7 separate regions of the Mus musculus genome follow, and regions 1, 2, 3, 4, 5 and 7 are each linked to region 6. The links are chromatin contacts, called in public Hi-C, HiChIP or PLAC-seq and promoter capture Hi-C maps. All regions are on one chromosome and are shown on one strand. The core of a region is the stretch at or near the end of the contact, and the rest is flanking DNA. Distances in the headings are between cores, read along the strand shown.

Region 1 (2,700 bases), core at 165-2,664, 1.6 Mb before region 6:
CCATTTCCTTTCCTATAGAAAAGCTCCTTGAGGATATGGATTTTATATGTCTTACCATGAAACCATCAGCAACAGACAGTGCCCAATTCTGAAGTATAAACACGCATTGACGAATGGGCCAATCCAGGTTAATGTTTATGTAACGATAAGAAGAAGAAGCTCCAGTTTTAGTTCCAAGATTTGGGGACAGGCAATCGTGGCTCTCCTTTTCTCAGTTGGGGTGAGTGATATCTGTCTCTGTTGCAGTTTACTCCTTCATTTGTCAGAAACACATTATTGCATAGCTGCTCTATGACTGACACCATACTGGGTATAAGCCATGCAGCATGAACAATATGGAAATGAATAGCTATCTTAAACGAGTTTCAATTCCTGGGAGAGAGATGGCAGGGAGACAATTGTAAAGTGCTGTGCTCAGTTCTGTAGGTTCACAGTAGAACCATCTAACCCATTATGTGCATGAGATTAAAGAAGGCATTCTCTGATATGGGGATTACAGGCATTTCCAGCTCAGGCAGGAACCATTATATTAAGATCTCAGAGGTGGCAGGGTCCAGAACTGATATTAGCTGTCTTAAAGGAAAATAGCAGGTGGCAGACAGAGGAGCTTGGTAACTGAAGATGGCTCCTAAGATGGATCTGACTGAGAGGCTGTCAAAATCACCAGTGGCTTAAGACTGATGCTTCCCATTTCATAACGTGGATTCCCAGAGAAGCACAGCTAAGATGGAGACACTCACCCATCGCTTTAGGTGAAGTTCTCCCCAGCTGCCTGGAGAGACTGACTGTGAAAGACCCACTACAGCTATGGCCAGAAACCTTGTTAACCCTGACAGTTCCTCTGAGGGCCTCAACAAGCCAGAAGCTTCCTCCTCAGAAAGGCCCTTCAGAAATCTCAGCATTTTCTTTTTAGCTGAATTCGCCTCCCTTCTTTCCAGATTTCCCTCAGGCCCGCATCAGAAAGTAGATAACGATTACTTGTTGACAATGAATCACAGAAAAGTGTCGCCTAAAGAGAATGTCTCCTAAGCCCATACTCACCGAATGCCTACAGTCAAGGTGGGGAAAATAAGTAGAGCATCTGGGTCATTTTAGGCCTGACGAAGATTTCGGGTTATTTTATTATTATCATTTATTTATTTTTTAAGAAAACCCCTTTCACTGTTTAGAAGTGACCCTCCCTTTCTCTTTTGAATACGTGGCTCCTCTAAACTACAAGTCCCACAAGGCCCAGAGCCAACGGTCACCATCTTGACACACCTTAACGCGCATGTCGGCGGGAGAGAGAGCGTTTGGAGAGAAGAAGCCCCGCCTTACTCCAGCTCATTGGCCAAAGGCGCTAGCAGCGGGCTCAGCGGTTGGCTACCACGCCCGCCCGTCCACCGCGTCGGTCGGGGTCAGAGTGCGCGGAGGTGAGTCGGTGTGTTGTGGACTCGTGGTGCTGGCTGCCGCTGTTGAGGCTGCCTGGAACGGGCTGTGGGAAGCGGGCGGAGCTGGCCCTGCTTCTGCCTGGCCAGCGCCGCAGGCGGCGCGGGCCGTGCCCGCTGCCGTCAACTGCCCGGAGCGTCTGCTGAGGCCGAGGGAGACGCCGGGGCCTGCACCTGGAGAGAGCCTGCCGTGCTGGCCCGGAGGAGGGGGCGTTGCCATGGCGACAGCCTCTCCGGCAGCTGACGGGGGGCGGGGGCGGCCCTGGGAAGGAGGGCTGGTCTCCTGGCCCCCTGCCCCTCCCCTTACGCTTCCCTGGACCTGGATGGGCCCGAGCTGGGGGCAACACCCTGGGGTGGGTGAGATTGAGAGGGCCCCCAGCTTGGGCCCTGGTTAATGCATGCGGGGTGTGGGTCGTGGCGCGCACACTTAAGGAGCCTGGGATTCTGGCCTGGTGCTCACCCTGGATGTTAGAACTCTGGGCGAAGGGATAGCTGGGGAGGGCGGTGGGGGAGCTCGGCTTTGCGAGAGAGACTGGGTGAGTTGATGAAAGGGCCTGGTTTGAGATTTCTGGAGAAGGAGAGAGGTTTGACCAGATAAAGTAGAAGATTAAGGAATTATTTATAGACTACCCCCTCCGCATCTTGGCACAGGCACACATGCTAGCACTTTACTTCCTTGTAAGTCACAAGCTGTGGGTAATAATGGTGGACAGAGGTGGACAGAGTGGAGAAAGAGCCTTAACCCAGGTAGCTTTTTGTATGTCTTTATTGCAAGTGGTCCAGCAACAGGTGTCTTCTTAAAACAAAGAAAGCATGACTTGGGTTGAGTTCTTGTGAAATGTCAGCTGCTCGACGTTGGCCTGGAAGATGCTGGGTATGGGGCCCCTCATCTGGAGATACAGAGCTTGCCCCTCAGGCTGGATTTCGCAATGACTGGGGCCAATAATTGTCTCTGACCATTTTTGTGGCTTGCATTTGCTAGTGCATTTCATTGGTTTCCCAGCCCAAGGGCAGCAAAACATGAATCCCATTGGCCAAAGACTAAGCTATTTAACTGTAGTAGATTGTGATTGGCCGAATGATTTTTGACTGTAGAGTTTGTACCAGAAAACTGGCTTCATCAAATTCAGCTTTATTCTGACTTTATCATACACAGTATACCTTGTTTTAGTGGGCTCGGTCTTGGACCTTAAGTATATTATACTTGAATCGCCCACCATTTAAAAGCCAATTTATAACAGTGACTTGGAGTGTGACTCCACTAATGTATGCC
Region 2 (2,700 bases), core at 184-2,683, 2.0 Mb before region 6:
GAAAATTTAATTCTCTTTTAAAAAATACAAACAGCCAGGCAGTGGTGGCCCTTGCCTTTAATCCCAATACATCAGGGATAGAGGCCTGAGGAGTTCTGTGAGTGAGGACAGCCTGGTCTACAACGTGAGTTCCAGGACAGACAGGGCTACACAGAGAAACCCTGTTGTCAAAGTGTAATTCCACTTCCAGAGGATTTCACAAAACACCAATGAACATAAAATAAAATAATAAATTTAAAAAGCAACAAACAAACAAAACACCAAAGAACTAGGCCTGTGATGGTGCATGCCTTTAATCCTAGCACTTGCAAAGTACAGTAGGTGGATCTCTGTGAGTTCGAGGTCAGCCTGATCTACAAAGCAAGTCCAGGTCCAAGGCCCTGTTACAGAGAAACTGTCTCAAAAAATAAAACAAAACACAAATGCTAGTTAGTAATTCTAGTGGGGTTCACCCTTAGACCATTCCACAGTGGAAGTGAACAGGGAATGGGCCTTAAACCCCAGCTCCATAGGATAAAATTGCATCACCGCTCCAACAGAATGAAGATTCATTTGAGCAAGTAAGTTACTACATTCCTTGGAGGAGCTATTCCTGAACACATCAGTAAAGAGCTGGACCGCTGGAGTTCCCTGGTCCATTTTTGGCAGTGGTTGGCTAGTCCATGAATGACCCGTTATTAGACCTGTAGAAATTGCTTAATAAAGACAGATGGTTGAGCCGGGCAGTGGTGGTGCAACGCCTTTAATCCCAGCCCTTGGGAGGCAGAGGCAGGGGATTTGTGAGTTCGAGGCCTGGTCTACAGGAGTTCCAGGACTACACAGAGAAACCCTTCCTTGAAAAACCAAAACAAACGCCAAAAAAAAAAAAAAAAAAAAAAAAAAGCCGGGCGTGGTAGTGCATGACCTTTAATCCCAGCACTCAGGAGGCCGAGGAAGCCGCGGGTCCAACAAAGCAAAACAGGTTCAGAGGAAATGCATCCAATCGCTATAACCTAGCTAGGCGCACCAATAACCGCAGACGTGCTCCGCCCACACTCAGAAAGCAGGCAAGGGACCCACAACCAAAGTAGCGTTTTCCTCCTGTGTAGGGGACACCGACTGCCAGTGTAGTGACATGGACCCCCTCAGTGTGGAATAAGGGAAAGTATCCCAAAGCTTTGCCACACGGAGATTCAGATAACCATCTTGGCAGTCTCACCGCTCTTGGGTCGTCCCCTTGGCCTCAAGACCCTGCCCTCACCATTGCTGCGTTGAATGTTGATGGAGAGACCAGGAAACAGGCGTGCGTGAAGCGACTCCATGGACTCAGGAACAACAACAGGCAACACAAATGAAAGAAGCTTGGAAACCACGACTCTGCTAATACTGCGCTGTGTTAACAACGCCTAAACCGCTGCAGTTTAAATCCCGCGCGCCAGCCTCCCTACAACGTCACCAGTGCGACGCACCGCAGAGCAATGTGGGATATGTAGTCTTGGTCTCCGACTTCCGGCGCGTGGCCGGGCTCCCGAGCTCTGAGACTGATGGGAAGGGTTTTTGGTTGGTTGGTTGGTTGTTTGGTTTTTTCGTTTGTTTGTTTTGTTTTGTTTTTCTAGCTCTTGCTGTCCTGGAACTCACTCTGTAAACCAGGCTGGCCTCGAACTCAGAAATCCGCTTGCCTCTGCCTCCCGAGTGCTGGGATTAAAGGCGTGCGCCACCACGCCCAGCTGATGGGAAGGTTTTATGGCTTCTGGCCTTACCCTCCCGCTACCAGGTCGAACTTCTGCCTTTATGTAAGACTAGGAAACTTATGTATAATGTTTCAGTGAGGGCCTTGTGATTCTACAGACAGGGGTTCAAATCCTGGTTTCTTGATGATTGCTTTCTCTTTGAAATGTATACAATATTTCGAAGACACCAATTAAAAATAGTCACATGCTAGTGCTAGACATAGTGCTAGATTGGGATAGTGGAATAAACAAGACGAATGGTTCCTGTCCGTGAAACTTTTTTTTTTTTTTTTTTCCTATTAGGAACACGGGGGAAGTCATACGGTGGTGACTCGAGCCTTTAATCCTACCACTAGAGAGAGGCAAATTTGACTTCGAAGTCAGTCTGGTCTACAGCCTGAGTTCCAGAATAGCCAAGATTACACAGGGAAACCCTTTCTAGAAAAACAAAACAAAACAGAACACAAGAGAAGCGGGGTATGGTAGATCATGCCTATAATCCTAGCTCCCTGTAGATGAAGAAAAGAGAATAATTTCAAAGCCAACCTTAGCTAAGCAGCATGTTTGAGGCCAGAGTGGGCTGTGTGAAACTGTCTCAAACAAACAAACAAACAAACAAAAAAAGATGCTGGCAATGAAAAGCAGCCTACAATGCCTAAATGCTGGAATTAGCATGAATCACCATACCTGATTTTTGTCATTATTTATAATGTCTTTTTGTTTCGTAGTACTAGGTATTAACTCCAGGACTTTGTGCATGTGCCACTACTGTCCGGCTTCTAGGGGAACGTTCTTACACTGAACCACATCATTACTGCCCCAGTATGCAGACCTATGCAGACCAAGAACCCCCACCGCCCCGCGGAGGATATGTATAGTGTAAATGGTGTCTAGCCCTTGGTCTATCCAACCTTGACAAGCCTGAAGACCTGAGTTTGATCTTCTGGACCTACATGGTAGGAGAATGAACTCCCCAAAGCCTCCACAAATG
Region 3 (2,700 bases), core at 8-2,507, 1.9 Mb after region 6:
CCGGAGAGTCACGAAGGGCTGGGAAATGTAGTTCAGTGGGAGAGCACTTGCCTGGCAAAGAAACTCACATACAGTGTAAGTTAGAAGAAAACTGCAGACGAAAAGGACTGCAGAGCTCAAGAAATAGGTCCAGCAGTTAAAGGGGAAGGTTCTCAAGGACGACACAGACGAGTGTTGTCCAAACTTAGACACTGCAGAGCAGGCATAGACCTGCATAAGTTTGACGGCAGGGCTGTCCTTTCCTTTTATTAGACACCAACAGGCTTGGGACCCATTATAATGTTGCAGATAACTTGTTTTGTTGTTTCAAAGTCCATCTCACTAAAACGTTCACATTTCGAATTAAACTGTTAATTATGGCTATCTCCATGGAAAACTGTTAGCTTTTCTACTGCACTATTTAACGTTTTAAACAAAAAACCCAAAGAGAAATTTTAATGAAACACACACACATTGTGGCCCCAAACAACATTTGCTCTAATGAGGATTTTCAAACGGCGTGCGAGTCTTTGGAACGGTTGCAAAGTGAGGTTGAGCATGGTAACATCAATATCATGGGAAGTTATTATTCTACAAATTTAGCACCTCCACTTAGAAAGCCTATACCAACGAGGCTTGGTCAAGTCCCGGTCCAAAGATTCTTAAGACGCTGTAAAGCAGGCATAGACATGCTCAAGTTTGGCGGTAGGGCAGTTCTTCCCTTTCATTAGCCGCTTACAGGCTTGGGTCCCATTACAACGTTGCAAACAACTTCTGCCTTTCCAAAAACTCCTCAAAGCGGCAGTCACCATTAGGAAAAGTTAGGAAGCTCACCGGGGGTTACGGTTTGCTACATCCGGGCAAACACTAAGGGGCTTGGGTAGAGGCTCGGGCTGGCCTAAGGCTGTCCAGGGGCTCAGCCGGGGGAGACACGTCAATGCTCACCTGCCGCTGTGCTAGGAAGGTCTCCCAAAGATACACCGTCCAGGAAAAGAGCAACACCGCCCCGAAGATTCGCTTCTCCGCAGGGAAGTCCCACATAGCGTCCACCGATGCCCACATCCCCATCGTCACCCTATCTCACCCGCTCCTTTAGCGTGCACCGGTGCCTCAGCGACACGCGTCCCTCGGAGAGTGCCAGCGGTGTCACAACAATACGGGTCCCTTCCGAGGGCTTCTTCAGACGCCCATTCCCTCAGCTTTGCCAGAAGTGTCACAAAGACACGATTCCCTCCAGCCTTACTCTTCAAGGACCTACTTATTTCTGCTAGAATAAGACGCCCCACCTTCCTCACTTCCGCCTGAAGAATGAGCAGCGGTGCACCTGAAATATCCCTCCGGATTCTGTGTGCAGGGATCCAATTCAAAGGTTCCGGCCTTCTTCCTGGGAACGTCAGTGTGGTCGCCGCCTCTCCTTTGCTTTGGCGGGTTACCAGAGAGGGCAATGGACCCCGGTGCTTAACCGGACCGGATAAGCCGGGTCATAGAAATATTCCCTCTAGAAGTAGCTGGGAAGGATGAGAGAGGCTCTAAAACTTTTCCTTCCTTCTATTTAGTGCCGTTCAAAGGTTAGATGTGCATCTCCAGGATAACTAACCAAACGAGGCATTTGGGGTTGTTTGGCTTGTCTTCGAAAGTTCTGGTTTTGGGAATATTAGAGATGAAAATGACTCTAGTGATTAGGATTTTCATTTACACATTTCATCTCATCCTCCCCAAGTGAAGTCAGAAGAGGCATTTACCTGTGAGTCCTGGGACTGCATTTCTAACCTCAAACAGGCAGGCTTGGTAGCCACTGCCTTTAAGCCTAGCAAGACCTTGTTTCAGACACACACTACCACCACCACCACTACCACCACCACCACACATCACCACACACCATCACAGCTCAGTACCTTTGCCTTGGAATTCAACAATGAAATAGGGTCACTATGGCCCCTGTTACTACTTTGACTTTACTTGAAACGTGAAGCCAGAATTTTTCTGACCACAAAGTAAATGTTATTTAATTAATAGTTTCTATGAACTAATAGCACTTTGTATAAACATTATTTATAGTGAATTGCGAAATCTTTAGCTCCAATTAAAATATGTAGCTCCAATTTAAAATATGGTGAGATTGTGATGCTAAAGATGTTGAGATTAAGGTTTCAAATTTCTCAACCATGACTAAATTTATCTGCATGAGCGTAATCAGTAGAAGTTACTTGACAAAGTGAATTACTTCAATATAGGATCACAGATTCTTTGGCAACCAAAAGTTCTTTTGGGGGATTTTTTGCTTTCAGCAAAATTACTGATTGAACTGTTAGCTGAACTTTGAGTTTTGTTCATGGGCCTGGGAAATATTTTGTACTTGATTGGGTGTAAGGCAAATGGCATGAAAACAGGGATCACAGGCAAGTAGAGACATAGCTCTAACAAGTGCCATTTCCTCAGGTAGAAGGTCTTCAGAGAGGAGGCTTCGTCCCTGTCCTCCTTTTCCATGGCTGGTTGGATGTTTTGTACTGGCACCCATCATGGTGTTGTAGAGTCCTGTGGAAAAACACAAGCATAGCCTAGCCCTTGTGTCAACAAAGGGTGGATGCCACTGTGATGTTAGGGACTCTCTCCATTGTACCAATGGAAGAGTGGTATTCCTAGGTAGGTAAGCCCAATGTTTATAGGTAGGGCTTAATCCCTGATCAAAGGTGAGGAAGTTTAGGTGAAAATGGGCCTCTG
Region 4 (2,700 bases), core at 121-2,620, 1.4 Mb after region 6:
AGAGAGAGATTGAGACTCAGACAGACAGACAGACAGACAGACAGACACTAAGATTCTGGCAGTCTCCCAGAGTGACTGGCAAAAAAATATTCCAAAAGCCACAAAGAGCCAGTTGGAGAGGACCCATTCCCTAACGTTTACAAACTACCTATTATGGGAGAGCTACTCACATGCTGGGGGTACCACAAACTTAAGTCAAATGTGGGTCCAACTTAAGTATCTCCGGGAGAGATGACCTGGACTGAGGGAGGATCCAGGAGCTCCTTTTGAAAACCTGCCTTGTAATGGGCCCGTAAGGCTGACTGACTGAAATGAGCTAGGAATCAGGCAAAGCATGAACAAGCAGGTGAGCCCACAGGATGCACCAAGAAAAAAAGATTAGGGCAAAGGGATGGCCAGGGGCCAGTCCATGGGCAAAGTTGAATGTCCACGCTGCACTTTTTTTTCTGAAGATGACAAGACACAAAAGGTTTTTCAAGTACAGGAGCTATAATATAGAGCAAGGGGCACCAGATAAATTCACGAATGAAAAATGTGAAAGCTTTTGTTAAAAAAAAAAAAAAATGAAGTTGGTGAAAATCAGGCTCAGGATCCACCGCAGATGTGCTGAAATCTAAATCTAGCCCCGAAGTGCCTGATGCCCGGGTTCGCACCGCCGTAAAAAGTGGGACGAGAACCACAGCAGCACCCACCCGCGTCACCCGGCTGCTGAGGATTTAAAATAATGAGTGTGGACGTAAGGCAGCCACGCTGACGTAGTGGCCTCAAGAACGCCAGCATCTTCGCGCTGGGCTGGAAAGAGAGACAGCAGCTGGGTAGCCTGGGCCGTGAGGCCCAGCGAACCTACAAGCCCCTTCCTCCCGCGCGCCGGGCAGCGCCGGGAGGAGCTCAAGGCCGCCAGTCGGGCCCCATCACAGGCTGGGGCTCTGGGAGACCCCTCCGCGGCGGCACACCGCGCTCTCTACCTCACCAAGCCCGGCTGCCCGCGTCGCCGGACTCGGCCCCTTTCCTTAGCCGGGCCACGCGGCCCGCGCGCGGGAGCCGGCAGCTCGCGTTCCGGGACTGCCCGCCCCACTCCCGTTAGAGATGCAGCCCATTGGGCAGAACGCCGGGCCAGCTCTCCCCTGATTGGTGAGAAGAGACGTTTATCGCCCCGGCGGCGTGGCCGTCCGCGCCGGGCTCTGTCGGCGCCACAGGCTCTTGCACCCGGGAGCCGTTCCACCGGGATCCCTGAAGTCTGCCTACCTGAGGCCGGCTTCGGAGTCTCGTGTCAGCCACAGCAAGGCCGGCGCGCGCGTGGTGAGCCTCGGGCAGCCAGTGCTCGGCCGGGCCGCATGCGCCAGCCGTCTTTCTGAGAGGCGGGCTCTAGGCGGTGCGCACGCAGAGGGCGGGGAGAGGCGGGCCCAGGGGAGGGTGGGGCTAGGGCGCGCATGCGCGGGACGTCTCGCCGCAGCTTGTTGAGTGGCTACTGCGGGTGGGTCTCGGGAGTTGTGGGTTCTGTGGGCTTCCTCGCCCGAGGTCTAGAGGATGCTGGTGACTCGCATCTAACCGGAACCCTGAGGGCCTTTGCCTGGTCCCGCAATAGCCGGTGGACACTCTCACCTCCCATCCGCCTTCCCTCAGGCTGCGGGCCAAATCATCTCGTGCTCTCGCCCCGCACCGCCGCCTTCTCCCGGTGCCTGCTTGTCTCCCTCTTAGGCCGGGCCGCTTGGCTTCACGTCCTAGCCAGCTGCCTTTCCACACAACGCACCCTGACGGTGCCTGCATTAGAACAACTGTCGCGAGCCTACTTCCATCCGGCACTAAATGTAGAGAGGCAAACGAGCCCACTTCTAACAAGTCATGGGGATTTTCACAGACGATTGGGACTTGGGGAGTTAGTGTACAGCGGGTTCTGAACACGTAGCAGAAACGTTTACTGGCAAGGAAGGGAGGGAGGAATAGAAAATGAGGCAGAAGAAAAAGTCTGTGTGCACATTCCAGGCGAGGTCCAGAAGAGCCTTGCAGAGTGAACAGTGCAGGCTGGAGAGGTTGGAAGGGCAGCTCTATGCAGAGCGTTGTAGGCAAAAGATTTACAGCACCCAAGGTGATGATTTTGTCTTTTGAATACTACATAAACCCATGTGAGTTTTTAATACCCTCCACCCTGCAAAAACTACACAAAGGTTTCCTTAGGAAGTACCTTGTACCTTGAACTCCATCCAGGAGGCTTGTTTCCTTCCATTAGGAGTAATTTATTGCTTTTTTTTTTCTTCTGTCTTTGCTGAAAGAGTTAAAGAAAAGGTATGCCTCCCATGACCATACTGGTTTTTTTCAGGAAAATGACTCAAACAAGTAGAATTCCAAGAAACCACTTAGGAGAATTCTACAGGGGCTTCTCTCGGAGACTTCCGGATTCTTTCAGATCCCAACCAACAGCATGCTCTGAGTCTGCCCAAATACCCAAACTGCTCTGCTCCAAGAAGCTTCCATAAGAGGTACAAAACTGAACTCCTCCCCCAGTCGCTCTTCTGGGGGACCCCTTCACTCCCCTCCACTCTCCCATATTCTCTTTGATGGTCTTGCTTTCCATTTCACCAAGAAAATGCAAGCCAACAAGAGAACTTCTGTCTACCAGCCTGCTTTCATGTGTGCGAGCAGCATGGTCTTTCATCTTGGTACTTCAGACAAGTGGCTGCAGTGGAGAGGGCAGCCCCCCTC
Region 5 (2,700 bases), core at 180-2,679, 1.8 Mb after region 6:
TGTGTAGCTCTGGCTGTCCTAGAACTTATTCTCAAGCTGCTGAGATTAAAGGCTATACCACCACTGCCTGGCAGACTTTTGACTTCTTTTTTTTTTTATTTTTTTTTTTTATTTTTAAAGATTTATTTATTTATTTATTATATATAAGTACACTGTAGCTGTCTTCAGACACACCAGAAGAGGGCATCAGATCTCATTACAGATGGTTGTGAGCCACCATGTGGTTGCTGGGATTTGAACTCCGGACCTCTAAAAGAGCAGTCAGTGCTCTTAACCTCTGAGCCATCTCTCCAGCCCCCTTGACTTCTTAAAGATATAGAAATATCTACTAATATTCATATTAAATATTTTATATATGAATATATGTTTTAAAAGTTTTAAAACAGATAAAGCTGAAAATTATTAGGTGAAAAATTAAATGAGATAGATGTTCAGAAAATACCAGATCGGCATCAAGAGTCTAGGGATCCTGAAGATACAGATTTTGAATCTAATCTTGAAACGTCCAGTAGAATTTGCTGGTATGCTATTTGTTTGTTTGTTTCTTTCTTTCTTTATTTTCTGGTTTTTCGAGACAGGGTTTCTCTGTGTAGCCCTGGCTGTCCTGGAACTCACTCTAGACCAGGCTGGCCTCGAACTCAGAAATCCGCCTGCCTCTGCCTCCTGAGTGCTGGGATTAAAGGCGTGCACCACCACGCCCGGTTCTGCTATTTGTTTCTTGAATAATCTTGGGCACATTTCAAAAATTCTCTGATGAGACTGGCACATCTTTAAAATGTATACTGGTAAGCTAATCCTTCAATGCCCACAGAGCTAAAACAGTACAGATATTAACTAACACACAATAAATGTGGCTTTCCTTCCAAAGGCATTGATGGGTCTACTATGTATCTATTTGCTCTGAAAAGTTCAGGAGAGAGGCAACTCGTACTCACCTGGGCCTTAGTTGATTTCCCTCCTCACAGGGAAGAGCATGTATTAAAACGAGGGGAGATGGGGAGGCACCTTGCTATGATGGAATGTGGACTTCTGTTCTCTTCACCTGACCACTCCTTCACATTATGGTGTTTCCACTTGAGTCACACTGCTAGGGCAGCTGCGTGTCATAAATCCTCCTAACACTGGCCTCTCCAAGGGTAAGGTCTCCAGGCGGTAAGTTCTGCTCTCCAGGTTCCCAGCCGCAGCCTGAGGTCGGAGGCCCTGCCTTGCTGATGGCTTCCGGCTGCCTGCTGCTGCCTTCATCCTCTGCGTCCTGACTCGTTACAGGCCTTCCACGCAGGCAGGCGTGTGCTTTCCACTCAGCCCCCAGCCCCAGTCCCCCTGGTGTGCCCAAGCGCAAAGACTCAATCGCGGGCCCAAAATGCACAGAACAAAAACCCGAATGAGGGGCGTGCCTGAAAGGGGCAGCCCCTTAGCTCTTCACCCCTGTCCCAGAATTCCCGGCGGCGGTTGGAGGCCCGCCCCTTTTCATGTCACACCCCTCCCCACCCACCAGGCCCCTGGTTCTCGCGACACTGGGGCTGAGTGGGCGTCTGCAGTCCGCTGTATTTCCTTATCCACCAGTGCCTAGTGCAGGCTGTTACCGTCTCGTTCTCTTACGCCCGCCCGGTGAGAGGACGGTCATGGTGGTCGTCTCGCTGTCCCCAGTGCAGCTGGCCTCTGACACCCTTGGAGCCCGAATCCGGATCTTAGCACCTGACATCAGCTTTCCCAGCTTAGTGAACAATCATGAACTCAAGCTTCAAAGACGCTGGCAGTTGTCAGTGTCTTATTTTATTTTATTTATTTCTTATCCTTTTTATTGGCCTCCAATTTGGGTTACTCCTGCCTCTGCTTTTTCGGTGCTGGAATTACAAGCCATTGTGCCCTTATGCCCAGATTCTTTTTAAAGATTAAAAAAAATGTTTTGTTTTTTCCTTTATGTGTATGAATGTTTTCCCTGCATGCATGTCTGTGGTTCATATCTTCTTGGTGCCCTCGGGAGCCAGAAGAGGGCCTCAGAGTTACAGAAGGGTTGAGTCACATGGGCACAGAGAAACAAACTAAGGTCCTCTGTAAGAGCAGCTAGTGCTCTTAACCTCTGAGCCTTTGAAAAATACTTCCCAGCATCTATGGTGACCCACACCAAAAATCTCAGCGCTGGGACTCTAGACTTGAGTCTAAAGTCCAGAAGGATAAAGCCTAGCTGTTAGGTTCATTTAGTTAATTCAGTCACCAGTTTAAGGGGTTCACCAGAATCAGGGTTTTATAAAGTGTATTGTATCAGGGGGAGGATGAACAGATTCCAAACAAGGAACTTGCGTAGGAAAAAAAAAAAAAAAAAAAAGAGGAAATTTCCAAATGTGGAGTAAAACCCATGAAATACTATCTTCAATCACAGTGGGAGCAAAGATAAAAGAGAAGCACTTGTGCCCCTCCCTTTGGCAGTATGGAAGCAGTAGAACCCCCCCCCCCACCCCCCCACCCCCCCCCCCCCCCCCGCCACCCACCATTCAGAGGAGAACTTACCTCCCAGGAAGAGACTTCATAGGATCCTTACAGCTTGTCAGACCACTCTGCAGAAGACACAAGCTGAGACAACTGTGGACAGGACTGTTCCTTGATCTGCTTAGTTGTACATCCCTCTTGCTTTGTTTAAACCTAAACCACATGTCAGAACCCCAAAGACAGTCTTGGAAATCATTAGGCCTCTGTGTTTGT
Region 6 (2,700 bases), core at 158-2,657:
AACATAATATGCAAGGTTAAGTTCCAGGGAACAGGCAGTACATACACCCATTCTTTCTGGCCAGCACTGCATATGGCATATTACACAGTAGCCCATAACAGCTCATATTTTTTAAAGGTCCTACAGAGCACTCGACCTAGGGCTAAGCGGTCCAATGCACCATCTCAATTCATTTTTACAGCACCTCTGCCTCCCGAGTGCTGGGGTTGAAGGCATGAGCCGCTACATCTAGCTCAACTATTAATTTCTCATACTTACTTTAGAAATGATGAAACTGAAACTCTGAGAAATCAAGTCACGTGCCTAAGAGCACACAGTAGGTGGCAAAACTGAAGCCCAAGTTGATTCCTCCAAAGCTGAGGTTTTTAACCATTCCACCAGGACTGGAGGTAGAGACGGTGCTACGGCACTTAGGAAATGAGAAGGCACCTCTCTGAAGAGGGCAGGGAGGGAGCTTCACTGAAGAGGTGAAATTTAAACTATGACTTGCAAAATAGACAGATGAGCAGGACCAAGGCTGGCAGAGACGGAGAGTCCATCCCTGACTGAAAAGGCAGTGTGGAAATAACACAAAGTCACCTTGCATTACAAAGATCGGAGGGAGAAGAGACCTAGTGCATGTGGGGTTTTCTTCCTCGGAGCTCAGCAGCACAGAGTCGCCAGCAAGAGTGCGGAGGAGGGATGAGTTCTAAGAACAAGGCAAGAAGATGAGGCTTGGTGATCACAGACGATGAAGGACAAGAGCCTGGATTAGAAGGAAGAGACCAAGCTGGGGTCCGAAAGATTAAAGTTCTAGATCCGGGTTCGAGTCAAGGGTACCGGGAGTAACTTGGAAGGACCGGGGACAGAGTGTGAAAAATTAAGGAAGCACTCACCGGAGCTACATAGCGATTCAGAGACGGATCATCAAAGGAGCCAAAGAATCTGAGGTGGCCTGGGAGAGGGGACAAAGGCTGCAGCAGTGTCCAAAGAGCCTAGTTAAGTGGGGAAGGAGGATAAAGCTGGAGGAGTCAGCTGGGAAAGCTGAAGGACGAGAGTTGGGTTCAGAGATGTCCATGAGGTTGGGACTGGAGCTGGAAGAGTACAAGGGGCGACTCTAAAGACACGGTGTGTGGGAGGGGCATGGAGTGGTCCAAGGCCAACAGTAAGGCAGGGAGGGTAGTAAGACTGGGTCATCCGAGGACTGGGGACGTGATCGCAGCGGAGGGACACACGGTACCCGGCGGCCTTTGGGACTCGCAAAACAGCAACTTCCCAAACATCAGCCTTCAAGGCCTTCGCAAGAGCGAAGGGGCCAGGCTCGAAGCGCCCCGTGCCTCGCGTTCGCCTCCCCCATAACCCCCACGTCACCTCTACACAGCCGCGACCCACTTCACTCCCGCGGCTCGGTCAGGGACAGCGGCGCCTCGGTGGGCGGGGGAAGGAGCCGGAGCCGGAACCCAGAGAGGATCCGCCTTCACAGCGTTCGGATTGGATCCTGGGAACGTTCTTCCTCTCTATTGGCTATACTAACTGTCACACTGCACAAGACCTAGTAGGACGGCCAATAAACATTGGTTTAGTGCGCGGCATGCTGGGAGTTGTAGTTCGGAGGTTTGCTTCGCTGAAAACATTTGCCCAGTTCAGAACTCAGCGGTGAAGCTGTCATCACTTCTAAGGTCATCAGGTTTCTTTTCTTTTTGTCTTTTGAAGCGGTGGCCCTCGATAGAAACCTCGCAGTTCATTTAAAGTTTATAGTTTAAAATTAAAAGGACATGTACCAGGAAAGGAATTTAAAAATAAAGTAGTTCGATCTCTTTGTCCGAGAAGCTAAGTGTCCTCTCCCAAGGAATGACCTCCAGCCAGGTCGGCCAGTGGCCCAACGTAGGTTTTGGTTTTTTTTTTCTGTGTCCTATGTGATCCTGTTAACCCAAAAGTCTCGCATCAATCTGGATATAATAGACCAGTAAGTTATCCAGAGATGGTTTTTGTTTGGTTGGCTGGTTGTTGTTTTTCCCAGATTTTATTTTGAAGAACAATAAAGATTAAGAACTTGAAAGATAAAGAGGATAAAGAAAGTTGATGTGTAAGCTAACTACGAGCTTTTCCTGTTTGTGTGGTCTTTCAATGGTTGTCTTTGTAGCTGGTAAAGCTTTAGAGCTAGTGATGACCCGGTGATTAAGAACACTTACAGCTCTTTCAGGGGACCTGGATTCCCAGCGCCCACATCAGGTAGTTTATAACCACCTGTAACTCCAGATCCAAGGGATCCAATGCCCAATTCTGGACAATTTGAGAACCTGCACACAAGAACACACACTCACACACACACACACACACACACACACACAAAATCAGGAAAGAAAAAAGAGAGGGTCAAGTTTTATAATCCCACCTCTCTCCTCTATAAAATTCCTAGCACAACTATTGTAAGGATATAAGGACTGAGTGGATAGACAGACAGTCAGACAAATAGGCAGACACACAGACAAACATTTCCTGCTTCTACAAATAGCTCTATTCTCTATTGGTAAATTCTCTCAATAGGTAAGACTAGCATGAGTTAGTTAGCCAATAGGATTGGCTACTCAAGCAATTATGTTTGGAGCTGAGGATGTGTGTGACGTGTAAGTATCTATTACACACTATTAGTTTATAAATTGATAAAAATAAAACATCAAAAGTCAGACTCAGGAGTAAAACTGGGTTTATTATGAATGA
Region 7 (2,726 bases), core at 69-2,568, 1.7 Mb after region 6:
TCTATTACTCCTGAGTTTGTCTCACCTGCCCTCTGAACTGAAAGTTAAGAGAGATCAATTTTAAGGGGGAAGTGGGGTAACTCAGTTGGTAGAATGTTTGTCTAGCAAGCACAAAGCTCTGATCCTATATTCTTCTTAGACCAGTGAAAATTTCATATATAACATCTCAAAACTAGCATGATCCCAAATCCTGTAACCCCCAACTTCCCAATTATGCAAATACATTCTACAGCTGACTTTCTGATTCTACTTAATGTAATGTTAAAATGGCATTCAGCCTCTAAAAGTTGATACACCTGTCCAGTGGGATCCGGCTGTTTACCTGTTTCCCACTCTCCATTTCAGAACCCAGAATGGAGTCTGGAGTTCTACACTAATCCTCCGGGTTTCAAAACCCAAATTCTTACAGCAGGCTCCCTAATCCGATTCTGTCCTTCTGGTCCTCACTCCCACTACTTCCATACCATGCACTCAGACTTCTACTCAGGGTCATTCCCAAGCTGGATCAATTTCCAAGTCTAGCACCCCTAGGTCTCGAAGACACTTCTGTTCCGTGTTTACAAAGCAGGGGCTTGCACACCCCATCTTGTAGTTGACCGTGCCTCTGGTATTAGTAGTGACCCCTCCCCGTTGCAGGCCACACGCCAGGCTACCACTCTCTTTCTCCTCTGGGCCTCCGGCTCCGTCCCGGAGACTCCCCGCCACGCTGGCATTAGAGGGACCGTCGCCCTGCCGCCAGAGCCTGAGCAGCTAGCATCCCGACAGCCGCCAATTCCTTCATCACCCCCCAGGCCGGAGCCGGCGTGACCAATAAGGTGCCAGGTCCGCGGCCTCCCCGCCGCCGACCAATCACGAGCGAGCCCCCCCGCCGTCGCCTTCCGCCAATGGGAGAAAGCCCGCGGGCCCAGGCGCACGGACCCCGCGAGCGCAGCCGCGACGACAGCGGCGGGCCCGGCGAACACATAACATGGCGGCGGCAGAGCCGACCGAAGTGCAGCGGCGGCCGCAGAGGGAAGGGAGCTCTCCGCCATTGGCGGGAAGCACCGCCCTCACTGCCGGCCGCCCCCTCTCTCTCTCCCCTCCTCACCCAAGCTTTCATACACTCACAGGCCTCTACTCCGGCGTCCAGCGAAGAAAGCAGCCGCCCCCGCGCTGCTGCGCCGTCGGGCAATGCAGAGGCCCGGGCGCGGCGGAGGGGAGGGGGAAGCGTGCGTCACGAAAAACCGGAGCGCGTGCGGAGCGGGGGCGCAAACAAGATGGCGGCCGCGCCGTTTGTACCGTCTCCCCTGCCCCTCCCCCCACTCCGCGCCTCGACTCCCAGCAACGCGTAGTGCGCAGCGGCTGAGGTGCCTGAAGTCTCGCGAGAATTGTCTTGCCTGGCCAAGCGGGATAGTGAGAGCGGAGACTTTTGGGGCCCCGCCCCTTCCCAGGGGCGCGGGAGGCGTTTCTCGGTGACCTCCGAGGACGTTCTATATCCTTGAAGCTCTCAGCTAGGATGCGCTCGCTTCTGGGTTTTAGGAAATAGTTTTCCGTGTTTTGTTCTTCAAGGAAATGAATGGTAGGGAGAGAAGAACTTCGCGGGCATGGAAAATTTAAAAAGCCGCCTGGGGCTCAGCAAACCGGACGACCTGAATTCGATTCTTGGAACCCAGGATGGACCAGAAGAACAGAGTCCTGAAAGCTGAACTCTGATCATTAATGTGCGACGCGCGCGCGCACACACACACACACACACACACACACACACACACACACACACACACCAGTAAGTGAAGAAATAAAATTTCCAAACAACCAAAAAGGTGACATTTTAAAACGTTAAAATTGGCATAAAAAGGGCTGGAGAGATGGCTCAGTGGTTAAGAGCACTGACTGCTCTTCTGAAGGTCCTGAGTTCAAATCCCAGCAACCACATGGTGGCTTACAACCATCCGTAATGACATCTGATGCCCTCTGGTGTGTCAGAAGACAGCTACAGTGTACTTACATAAAATAATAAATATTTTTTTTAAAAATTGGCATAAAAAATTAAAGAGTTGGGAGGTGGCTCAGTAAAGTGCTTCCTACAAGCATTAAGACCTGCATTAGCCCCCCCAACACTCCATAAGCCACTAGCACAGTAGTCTCCCATACCTGAAAGGCTTGAAAAGAAACCTGCCAGCCTAGCTAAATAAGCAAGCTCCTGGTTCAGTGGGAGGCCCAGTCTATACAAATAGGTTGGGGCCAGCGCGGTAGAACTGAAATTCCAGCACCTGGGAAGACGGAAGCAAGAGGGTCTGTGAGTTCAACGCCAGCCTTGTCGAGTTCCAGGACTTCCAGAATTACGCAGGGAAATCCTGTGTCAAAAAATAGGGTGAAGTTTCCACTGAAGACATCTAGATGTTGCCTTCTATGGGCGAATGCATTCCATGCAAATACATTAACACAATATGTATGGCTTGGTGTGGTAATACATGCCTCTAATCTTGGCACTTTAGGCTGAATATGGAAGCCAACCATTTTGGGGAGGTGGGGGTGGGGATGGGGAAGTGTAGTATTTCACAAGGCCTGTCTATAACTGGTTGTCCGGTGCTCATTATGTAGTCCACACTGACCTTAAACTCAGCTAAATCTTCCTTACTTAGCCTCGGGGTCCTGGGATTACAGACATAAACTACCATGCCCAGCACACACACACACACACACACACACACACACACACACACACGAAAAGAAAAGAAAAAAGA

What was found. Promoter capture Hi-C pulls out the DNA fragments that hold promoters and counts their contacts. Hi-C and Micro-C count contacts between places; a contact is called where the count stands out from the background. HiChIP or PLAC-seq counts read pairs in DNA pulled down with a chosen protein or histone mark.
Region 1: a contact with region 6 is called in an H3K27ac HiChIP or PLAC-seq map of microglia, with 4 times the contacts expected there. The contact joins the promoter of Eri3 here to the promoter of Zfp691 in region 6. A contact is called at or near these places in 1 of 39 promoter capture datasets (pre-B cells), 1 of 484 Hi-C or Micro-C datasets (CD8 T cells) and 1 of 115 datasets of contacts at active chromatin or transcription factors (microglia).
Region 2: a contact with region 6 is called in a promoter capture Hi-C map of pre-B cells, with 4 times the contacts expected there. The contact joins the promoter of Kif2c here to the promoter of Zfp691 in region 6. A contact is called at or near these places in 2 of 39 promoter capture datasets (hippocampal neurons and pre-B cells).
Region 3: a contact with region 6 is called in a Hi-C map of B cells, with 7 read pairs. The contact joins the promoter of Zmpste24 here to the promoter of Zfp691 in region 6. A contact is called at or near these places in 3 of 39 promoter capture datasets (liver, pre-B cells and second pharyngeal arch cranial neural crest) and 1 of 484 Hi-C or Micro-C datasets (B cells).
Region 4: a promoter capture Hi-C map of pre-B cells shows a contact between it and region 6, with 2.3 times the contacts expected there. The contact joins the promoter of Ctps here to the promoter of Zfp691 in region 6. A contact is called at or near these places in 1 of 39 promoter capture datasets (pre-B cells), 1 of 484 Hi-C or Micro-C datasets (B cells), 1 of 115 datasets of contacts at active chromatin or transcription factors (astrocytes) and 1 of 9 other capture datasets (liver).
Region 5: a promoter capture Hi-C map of pre-B cells shows a contact between it and region 6, with 2.4 times the contacts expected there. The contact joins the promoter of Exo5 here to the promoter of Zfp691 in region 6. A contact is called at or near these places in 2 of 39 promoter capture datasets (cranial neural crest and pre-B cells).
Region 7: a Hi-C map of muscle stem cells shows a contact between it and region 6, with 4 times the contacts expected there. The contact joins the promoter of Nfyc here to the promoter of Zfp691 in region 6. A contact is called at or near these places in 4 of 39 promoter capture datasets (the C10 cell line, cranial neural crest, liver and 1 more), 1 of 484 Hi-C or Micro-C datasets (muscle stem cells) and 1 of 115 datasets of contacts at active chromatin or transcription factors (astrocytes).

What each region holds. Positions count from the first base shown.
Region 1 is chr4:117,548,951-117,551,650 of GRCm38.p6, forward strand. It overlaps Eri3 (exoribonuclease 3), which reads left to right and starts at 1,415. Exons shown (of 9, transcript NM_080469.4): 1 at 1,415-1,780. The coding sequence starts at 1,646.
Region 2 is chr4:117,181,191-117,183,890 of GRCm38.p6, forward strand. It overlaps Kif2c (kinesin family member 2C), which reads right to left and starts at 1,434. Exons shown (of 20, transcript NM_134471.4): 1 at 1,241-1,434. The coding sequence starts at 1,301.
Region 3 is chr4:121,096,953-121,099,652 of GRCm38.p6, forward strand. It overlaps Zmpste24 (zinc metallopeptidase, STE24), which reads right to left and starts at 1,258. Exons shown (of 10, transcript NM_172700.3): 1 at 925-1,258. The coding sequence starts at 1,047.
Region 4 is chr4:120,568,906-120,571,605 of GRCm38.p6, forward strand. Ctps (cytidine 5'-triphosphate synthase) reads right to left here and starts at 1,371. Exons shown (of 19, transcript NM_016748.2): 1 at 1,246-1,371.
Region 5 is chr4:120,923,576-120,926,275 of GRCm38.p6, forward strand. It overlaps Exo5 (exonuclease 5), which reads right to left and starts at 1,430. Exons shown (of 2, transcript NM_028457.2): 1 at 936-1,430.
Region 6 is chr4:119,172,788-119,175,487 of GRCm38.p6, forward strand. Zfp691 (zinc finger protein 691) reads right to left here and starts at 1,408. Exons shown (of 2, transcript NM_001145936.1): 1 at 1,351-1,408. Ermap (erythroblast membrane-associated protein) reads right to left here. Exons shown (of 13, transcript NM_013848.3): 13 at 2,670-2,700.
Region 7 is chr4:120,824,423-120,827,148 of GRCm38.p6, forward strand. Nfyc (nuclear transcription factor-Y gamma) reads right to left here and starts at 1,319. Exons shown (of 10, transcript NM_008692.4): 1 at 1,108-1,319.